Regions from separate parts of the Hordeum vulgare genome. Here region 2 is linked to region 1. Evidence: chromatin contacts called from public Hi-C data. All regions are on one chromosome and are shown on one strand. Each heading gives the region's core, a stretch centred on a gene start, on an enhancer-like site or on the middle of the called end of the contact. The rest is flanking DNA. Distances are from core to core; before and after follow the strand shown.

Region 1 (3,799 bases), core at 258-2,757:
TCCACGGGGGTAAAAATAGGAGCCACAGTAGGGCACCAGAGGAGGTGGGCCCCACCCAGGCGGCATGTGGGCACGGCCAGGGGGTAGGCCGCGTAGGGAGGCCGCCTGGGCGACGCCTGGCTCCCCTCTGGCCCACCTTTGGTGCTCTCGAAGCTTCCGTCACGCTGATTTTTATATATTTTTCTCGGAATTTTTGGGACTCGGTAAATTGGGGTAAAAGTCCCTGCAAAAAAAGACATCAACAGACAGAAACTGGCACTGGGTGCACTGAGTTAGTAGGTTAGTCCAAATATGTGTAAAAAGGTATGAAAGTGTAGCAAAATATATAACTGATAAATTTTACAGTAATATGTGGCGTAATCAAACGGTTTCTCTATATTGTGAATACTGCAAAAAATATTGTTATATTAAAATCATGGTATTTTTTATCTACACGTAAAATTACTGCAGTTTTTAATACTTTAGTTTTTTTACTACTTTGTTATCAAACAGGGCCTTAGTGGGATGACCTGACCAGAGAAGGAATGCAGATTTCCCTCCCTAAATATGAAGGATCGTCGTACGTAGGCCTCAAACACATGGGGGCACAAGGACAATTGTATCGCACAACAACGTTGCAGCTTAAGTGAGATTCGGTTATTGAAGTCCACTACTTTAGCCCAAGTTTGTTCGTATGGAATGCATGCAAGTTTGATTTGGAAGAGTGGGCATGCGAAAAAGAAAACAACATAAAATTGGAATCTCATGATATCATCTTCCATTGATTCTAAAAAAAACTAGAGTTATGAAAACCTAAATTCAAAAGAAGTCATGATGAGCAAACACGGTCTAATTTTGACCGATGGTGGAAAATTAAGGTTCGGGCAAGGCTGGTGCAGAAAACCTCTCAACACTTCATCCCACGTGCTCGCTAACGTGGTAAATTCGACGGTGGGATGTTTTGTGGCATATTTATAGTTTTCATTCCTAATTATAATACAGAGTCTATCTTAATTGGCCATATAAATCTTCACAGGCATATGGTCGAGTACAATTTGTTTCTTGAGGTAGAATTCTTATGCACATGTATACAAAATTTGTAGCCACGGCCGACGGCAACATGGGTGGTTCGGTCGCTGCGGCGTTGAAACGAATTATCCTGTAGACTGAAAACAAAGGGGCAGGTGCACTGTCGCGTAATAGAAAGGAAAAGAAGTAAAGGTTGCACCACACAGTGACGGCCGGGGAATTTAGAACGCCGTGTTGCCGGCACGTGCGAGCGCTTGGCCCCCACCAAACCGCCATTCTCAGGGCTTCCTCCCTTGGTGCTGCGTCGTGCGGTGCCTTCCCTTACAATGGTCGATGGAATCTCGGCCGGTTGACCGCCCACTCCCACAGCCCCCGGCCTCCGATCGAGCAAGAACGCAGCCCCTCCTCCTCCACCTCCACCTCCCCATCCGCTTCCTCCCCTCGCAGTCGCGCATCGATCGATCTGCGCTCCAGCCCCCCTCCCCTTGCCGAGTTTCCGGCAGCTGTGAGAGGCATATGGAAATATTAAAAAAAAAGAAGAGGGAATCCACTACTAGCCTAGCTATTTGAGCAAAACGTATGTGGGTTGCAGACATAGGAGGGACAATTCCACTCACTGGCCAACCGCAGCGCCTTCCTCCTCCTGCTCTCTCCCCTCCGCTCAAGAAATCCACCGGAAGCAAGCAAGCAGCAGGAGAGGAGCTCCTCTTCGTCGTCCTGCCGGCCGTCGTCTTCCTCCTCGTCTTCATCAGATTTCCGGAGCAAGAATTGTTTGGGCGGTTAGCCAAGGTCCTTGCATGGATGCAGCCCACTGGCCCCAGGTAAATCTCTTTGTGTGAGTTTGGCTTTTGTTCCCCTTGATCTTGCCGCTGTCTGTTCATCCTCCTCTCCGTGTCATGGTTCTTGGTGTGTGCGCGCTTTCTTTGATGAGACCATGATCTCTCTGTGTGTGGGTATCCTCTTGGGTCTTGTTCTTCCTTTATATGTTATGCTTTGTGTAGATCTATGCATCTGGAGCATAATCAGCACCCCCCTCTCTCTTCTCCATAGGCTTTAAGGTGAAGGTGAGCCCCCGGTGGCTGGCTTTAATCCTCTGCTGCCCTCCCCCTTTTGATCCGATCCATGAAAGCACACACCATCACCTTTCTTTTCCCCTCTTTCTAATCCCCCTTTCCTCACCATCATCCTTTTTATCCCCTCACCTCACCTCCCCCCTTCCTTTCTCATAGCTTTTCTTCTCTCTCCTTGCCTTGCATCAAAAGAGGAGAGGAGCAGCCATGTCCTGGTGATGTGTGGCAGTACTACAACCCTACAACAGCACAAGCAAAGTTGTGTTTTTGTGTGGTGGTGTGTTTCTCTTTCATCTTTTCTTCTTCTTCCCCTTATCACCTTTTCCTTTGCCTTTCCTGCTGCCTCTAATCTCCCCTTTGTATCCTTTTGCTTGGTTCTTAGTTGCACCGTAGAGATTCTTGACACCCCCACCCCCACAGGCCACAGCCTCCCCCCTTACCAGTGCATGCTCACCGCATGCTGTTTTTCTTCACTTTGTTCTTGCTTGCTCTAGGTGTTAGCTGGCTTGGCATGTAGTAGTGTCTTGTGTTGATCATCGTCTATTCTCAACTTGTGATTGATCAAGTGCTGCACTATGCGTGTATCTGTATCCTCAGGGGCTAGGGCTGGTGAAGCCCATGGAGGAGATGCTGATGGGAGCACCGAGCGCCAACCAGGTGCAAGGGTCCAATCCGAATGCACCGGCGCAGGCGCCGTCGTCGGCGCCTGGGGCTGCGGGCGCCATGAGAGGTGCCCCGCCGGCCATGGCAGTGGCAGTCTCCGGAGTTGGGGCGGGTAGCACGGAGCGGCGGCCGCGGCCGCAGAAGGAGAAGGCGATCAACTGCCCGCGGTGCAACTCCACCAACACCAAGTTCTGCTACTACAATAACTACAGCCTCCAGCAGCCGCGCTACTTCTGCAAGACGTGCCGCCGGTACTGGACCGAGGGCGGCTCGCTGCGCAACGTCCCCGTCGGCGGCGGCTCCCGCAAGAACAAGAGGTCGTCGTCGTCGTCTTCCGCGTCCGCGTCGGCGGCCGCCTCGGCGACCGCGTCCGCCGCGAACTCGTCCATGCTCGGGGCGGCGCCAAACAAGAACCCGAAGCTGGCGCACGAGGGCGCCGCGCACGACCTGAACCTCGCGTTCCCGCACCACCAAGGCGGGATGCAGGCGCAGGCCGACTACATGGCGTTCCCGAGCCTGGAGAGCAGCAGCATGTGCAACCCGGGCGGCGGCGGTATGGCGGGCAATGGCGCCCGGGCCAGTGGTGCGCTCTCCGCGATGGAGCTTCTCCGGAGCACCGGCTGCTATATGCCGCTGCAGATGCCGATGCAGATGCCCGGAGACTACGGCGCCGCGGGGTTCTCGCTCGGAGAGTTCCGCGCGCCGCCGCCGCCGCCGCAGTCGCAGTCCCAGAGCTTGATGGGCTTCTCTCTGGACGCGCACGGTCCGGTGGGAGGGGCTTCCTCGGCGGGGTACGGCTCCAGCGCCGCGATGCAAGGGATGCAAGATAGGGCGAGCAGGTTGCTATTCGCGTTCGAGGACTTGAAGCCGACGGCCAGCTCTGGTGGCGCCGGTGGCGGTGAGAGCGGTGGTGGGTCTGGCGGCGCCGCGGATGGCGGCGGGCATCAGTTCGAGCAAGGAAACAAGGAGCAACAAGGCAATGGCACCCCCGTTGGGCAGCCCGACACGCCGGGGTTCTGGAACGGCATGATCGGCGGCGGCGGCACCTGGTAACGTGG
Region 2 (3,873 bases), core at 1,141-3,640, 160 kb before region 1:
TGAAGTTGATATTCGTTCGTTATTTTGATGATAAATGGTGTGATTCCCTTAGTGGTGTTATGTGAACGTCGACTACATAACACTTCACCATCTTTGGGACCAAGGGAATGTGTTGTGGAGTAGTCATTAGATGATGGGTTGCGAGAGTGACATAAACTTAAACCCTAGTTTATGCGTTATTTCATAATGGGCTGACTTGGATCCCCATGTTTAATGCTATGGTTAGAATCTATTCTTAATACTTTTCTCGTAGCTGCGGATGCTTGCGGGAGGGTTAATCAAAAGTGGGAGGCTTGTTCAAGTAAGAACATCACCCAAGCACTGGTCCACACACATATCAAATTATCAAAGTACCGAACGCAAATCAACCCGACATGACGAAAATGACTAGATGAAATTCTCGTGTGTCCTCAAGAACGCTTTGCCTATTATAAGAAACCGTTACGGCCTGTCCTTTGCCACAAAAGGATTGGGCTTCCTTGCTGCACTTATTGTTACTATTGCTACTCGTTACTTGTTAAAATTATCTTTTTATCAAACAACTGGTTACCGCTATTTCAGTGCTTTCATAAATTACCTTGCTGAAAACCACTTGTCATTCCCTTCTGCTCCTCGTTGGGTTCGACACTCTTACTTATCGAAAGGACTACGATTGATCCCCCATGCTTATGGGTCATCAAGCATCTCTATGCACATGAATTGTATACTAGCAAAGGATATGTGTCCGCATAACCTTAACAACTAGGGACTATTAGAACAATCATCATACATATATAGTCTCACAAATAAGTCACATACTTATTGGTACATATCACCGATGATGCGCAAGGACAATACAAAATATTAATGAATACACAGGAAATGAAATCATCACATGATTGCCTCTGGGGCATATCTCCAACACCATCTGAACGACTCCTCTGGTAGGAACTATCGTAGGACTCCACACAAGCTATTCAATCTCAGGCACTCCAGCCTTAGAGTTACTATTGAGAGGGTCTTTGGAGCTCTAAAGAACAGGTTTAAGATCCTATATCAGAAGCCATGCACATTTTCCACACTCGGGTTAAGCTTCTTCTTGCTTGTCGCATTCTGCATAACTGGATCATGCAATGGCCTTGTGATGAACTAGTGTCCGACGAGGAAGATGTGACGCGTGCGATGTTGTTAGCTGCGACCATGGTGTGGAGGCATTTGACAACGAAAACTAAATAAACAAAAGGATGGAGTGGGCACAAACAATGTGAGATAATGGGGGTAAGACAAGGATCCGAAGAAGAAGATGAAGAGCATCAGCAGAGGAAGTGGAAGAAGCAGCAACAGAAGAAGATGAAGATGAAGAAGATGGACTTCAATCTAGTTAGTACCGATTATGAACTTTTTCCTATTCTGCCATATGACTCTTAATAATGTGTACTCCATTTGATTATATCTAGAATGAATTGTAACTTGTTTTGTAGTTAGGAATGAATCTATGTTCAGATCGTGTGTGGTAAGGTCTCCATTAGTAAAAAATGATGACAACACCTTGTGCGGGTTGCAATCAAACAGTATGTCCTGTCCGCGTTTACTGCAACGCGATTAATCAAACGCCGGATCAAAATTAGTTTCCTCGTGCATCTAGCCTAGATGCAGACAAGTAAACTATGTAGAGTGACGATTTTTAGGATGTTTCTTCTAAGCGTGGCAAATCAGAAAATAAAAAATCGATGCAACTAACCAAACACGCCCGTACTGCTTCAGCAGATCACTTATTTATTCAAACAAAAAATGGGCCGATGCATCATCAATCCATGCCACGGCGACGGCGGCTCCCACATCTTTTGTTCGGAACCGGCCTTGTGAGTATCCCATCTTCATGAAACCAGCTTGACTGCGGTTCGACGGTCACGCGTGACCAAACGCCAGTTTTATAGCAGCATACGTACGTCGGTACGTCCCAACGGGATCGGGACAGGAAGAGAACAAAACGCGCCGTTGTCCCGTTCCCAGTTCGATCATTCCGCAAGTTGCTGCCACGGGAGACCCCAAATATTCTCCTGGATCGCAACGCCCCAAGCAGCTAGAGACAAGGCCAACAAAAGCGAGAGCGGGGAGGAGGAAGAGGACGAAGTGTGTGGTGAGCGGGCATGCCCGATGACCGATTTTCTACTACTAATAATCACTTCACTTGTAAAGGGTGCTCTGTGAGATGTCGCGAGCGACGTGCTATTAAAATTAAACTAGGATGGGGGTTCGATTGATTGAAAGCTGCAGTCGGCCTGCCTGCCCGTGAAGCCGAGAGGATCGTGGAATTCCATTCCCGGCGGATCACGGATATATCAGGGGCGTTGGATTCTTGCGAGCGGGAGCGTCCATCCGGCTGCGTGCGTGCGGCCCACGTCTGGTTGCCGCGTGGAGTTGACATGAGACGGGGACCTCCTCTCGGCGTTTCATACTCTGCTTATTACTGTCTTAACCACTGATTTATCTATATCTATACCATTATATAGTGTATCGATTTTGAATGGATCCAGAGCATGAATCCTGATCGTTGGTATCCTCAATCTAACGGTTCAAAGCAATGGAATTCGCATGAACAGTACCAATCAGCTCCCTCCAATGTATTCCAGAACCAACGCATTATAAAAAGGTGCATGCCGCTCAGGCAATGCTGCGGTCAGTAGAGGACATGCTGAGCGGCTTGAGATGGTTCTAGAAAGAGAAAAAAACTTAAATTAAACAATTAATGATTCTGGACCCTGCTGGTTATTTTCCTTTGTTTTTTATTACAACTCTATCACCAATCAATAGGAATTACACTCCTCTAATATTTCTTTTTTACAATGATAATATTCCTTGTTGCATTCATACATATAGTGTATTATTCTGCAAATCTATTTACAGCATAGCCTAATGATGTTTTTCTTTCACCAAAAGCGCTTATGTTAACGTGCATCGCACGTGCGTACATACTAGTATATGGGAGTATTACAGTGCGATTCTTGGAACTCCTGTCTCCCTGTTCTGTTTGAATCGGTCAATGATAAGCCTGAGTAGCTGTTTGCCCTATGCAGGCACAGCATAGTGGTCTGCCCGCAAGGCGCAAGGGGCCAAGAACAAGAAGAAGAACAAGGAGGTGATCTGGAGCCCGCATGCAACACATGCATGGCGTACTTCTTGTCGTAAAAAGTTGGCCACTTATCCCGCGCGATGGGATCGGCTGGCAAATTAGGCGGACGTTGGTGTTGGATCTGCGTGCTGGATTTCAGTGATCCCGCGCCAAATCTTTCGACCATGCTAGCACTAGCACTAGCACACCAAGTTTTATATACGTCGGCCTTTGATATTGCACCTGCCCCTGCATGCTGCCCACTACCCAAGAGTTCTAAAGATAGTTTTTATTTTTTGCGAGATAGCTCTAAAGATAGTTAGTTACCCAACAACCTGTTAGTCAAGTAGGTTGCACTCTACAAATGTCCTCCGTCATGATGAAACAGCTCAGGATCATCTGGGAAAAACGTGTTAAATAGAGATTACAATATAAACAATGCATGGTGGTAGCTACCACTGTTTTTAAAGATTTCACTAGAAAGCTACATACAGATCAAAATAAGTGAATCTATACTGTAAAATATGTTTATATATACATCCGTATGTAATTTTCTAGTAAAATATTTTAAACGTGTTATATTTAGGAACGGAGGGAGTAGCTAGCATGCATGGATCTTGCATTGTGAAGGAGAAAAAAAATATCGACACAGTTTGGTACAGTGAGATCCGAGATCATCATCAGGCAATCCCGTTTAAGCGTAAACAAACTTGGTGTACTAGCTCATCCCGTCCCCACGGATATACAGATGCGCACGCCCATTAGCTGCTGCATTACGGGAA

What was found. A called contact is a pair of places that touch in the nucleus more often than the background predicts.
Region 2: a Hi-C map of leaf shows a contact between it and region 1, with 2.7 times the contacts expected there. The contact joins the enhancer-like site here to the promoter of LOC123427480 in region 1. A contact is called at or near these places in 3 of 6 Hi-C or Micro-C datasets (leaf and seedling) and 1 of 1 datasets of contacts at active chromatin or transcription factors (embryo).

What each region holds. Positions count from the first base shown.
Region 1 is chr2H:587,286,838-587,290,636 of MorexV3_pseudomolecules_assembly, reverse strand. LOC123427480 (dof zinc finger protein 1-like) reads left to right here and starts at 1,507. Exons shown (of 2, transcript XM_045111538.1): 1 at 1,507-1,829; 2 at 2,676-3,799. The coding sequence starts at 1,806. The coding sequence ends at 3,794. LOC123427481 (a long non-coding RNA gene) reads right to left here and starts at 1,717. Exons shown (of 2, transcript XR_006622402.1): 1 at 1,626-1,717; 2 at 944-1,511.
Region 2 is chr2H:587,452,223-587,456,095 of MorexV3_pseudomolecules_assembly, reverse strand. No RefSeq gene overlaps it. Among protein-coding and RNA genes, the nearest start is that of LOC123427482, 110 kb to the left of the region's middle. Within about 2 kb of position 2,390, at least 3 of the 3 cell types and tissues checked have open chromatin away from gene starts, as enhancers often do. A contact at or near this core is called in leaf and seedling, where this site is marked.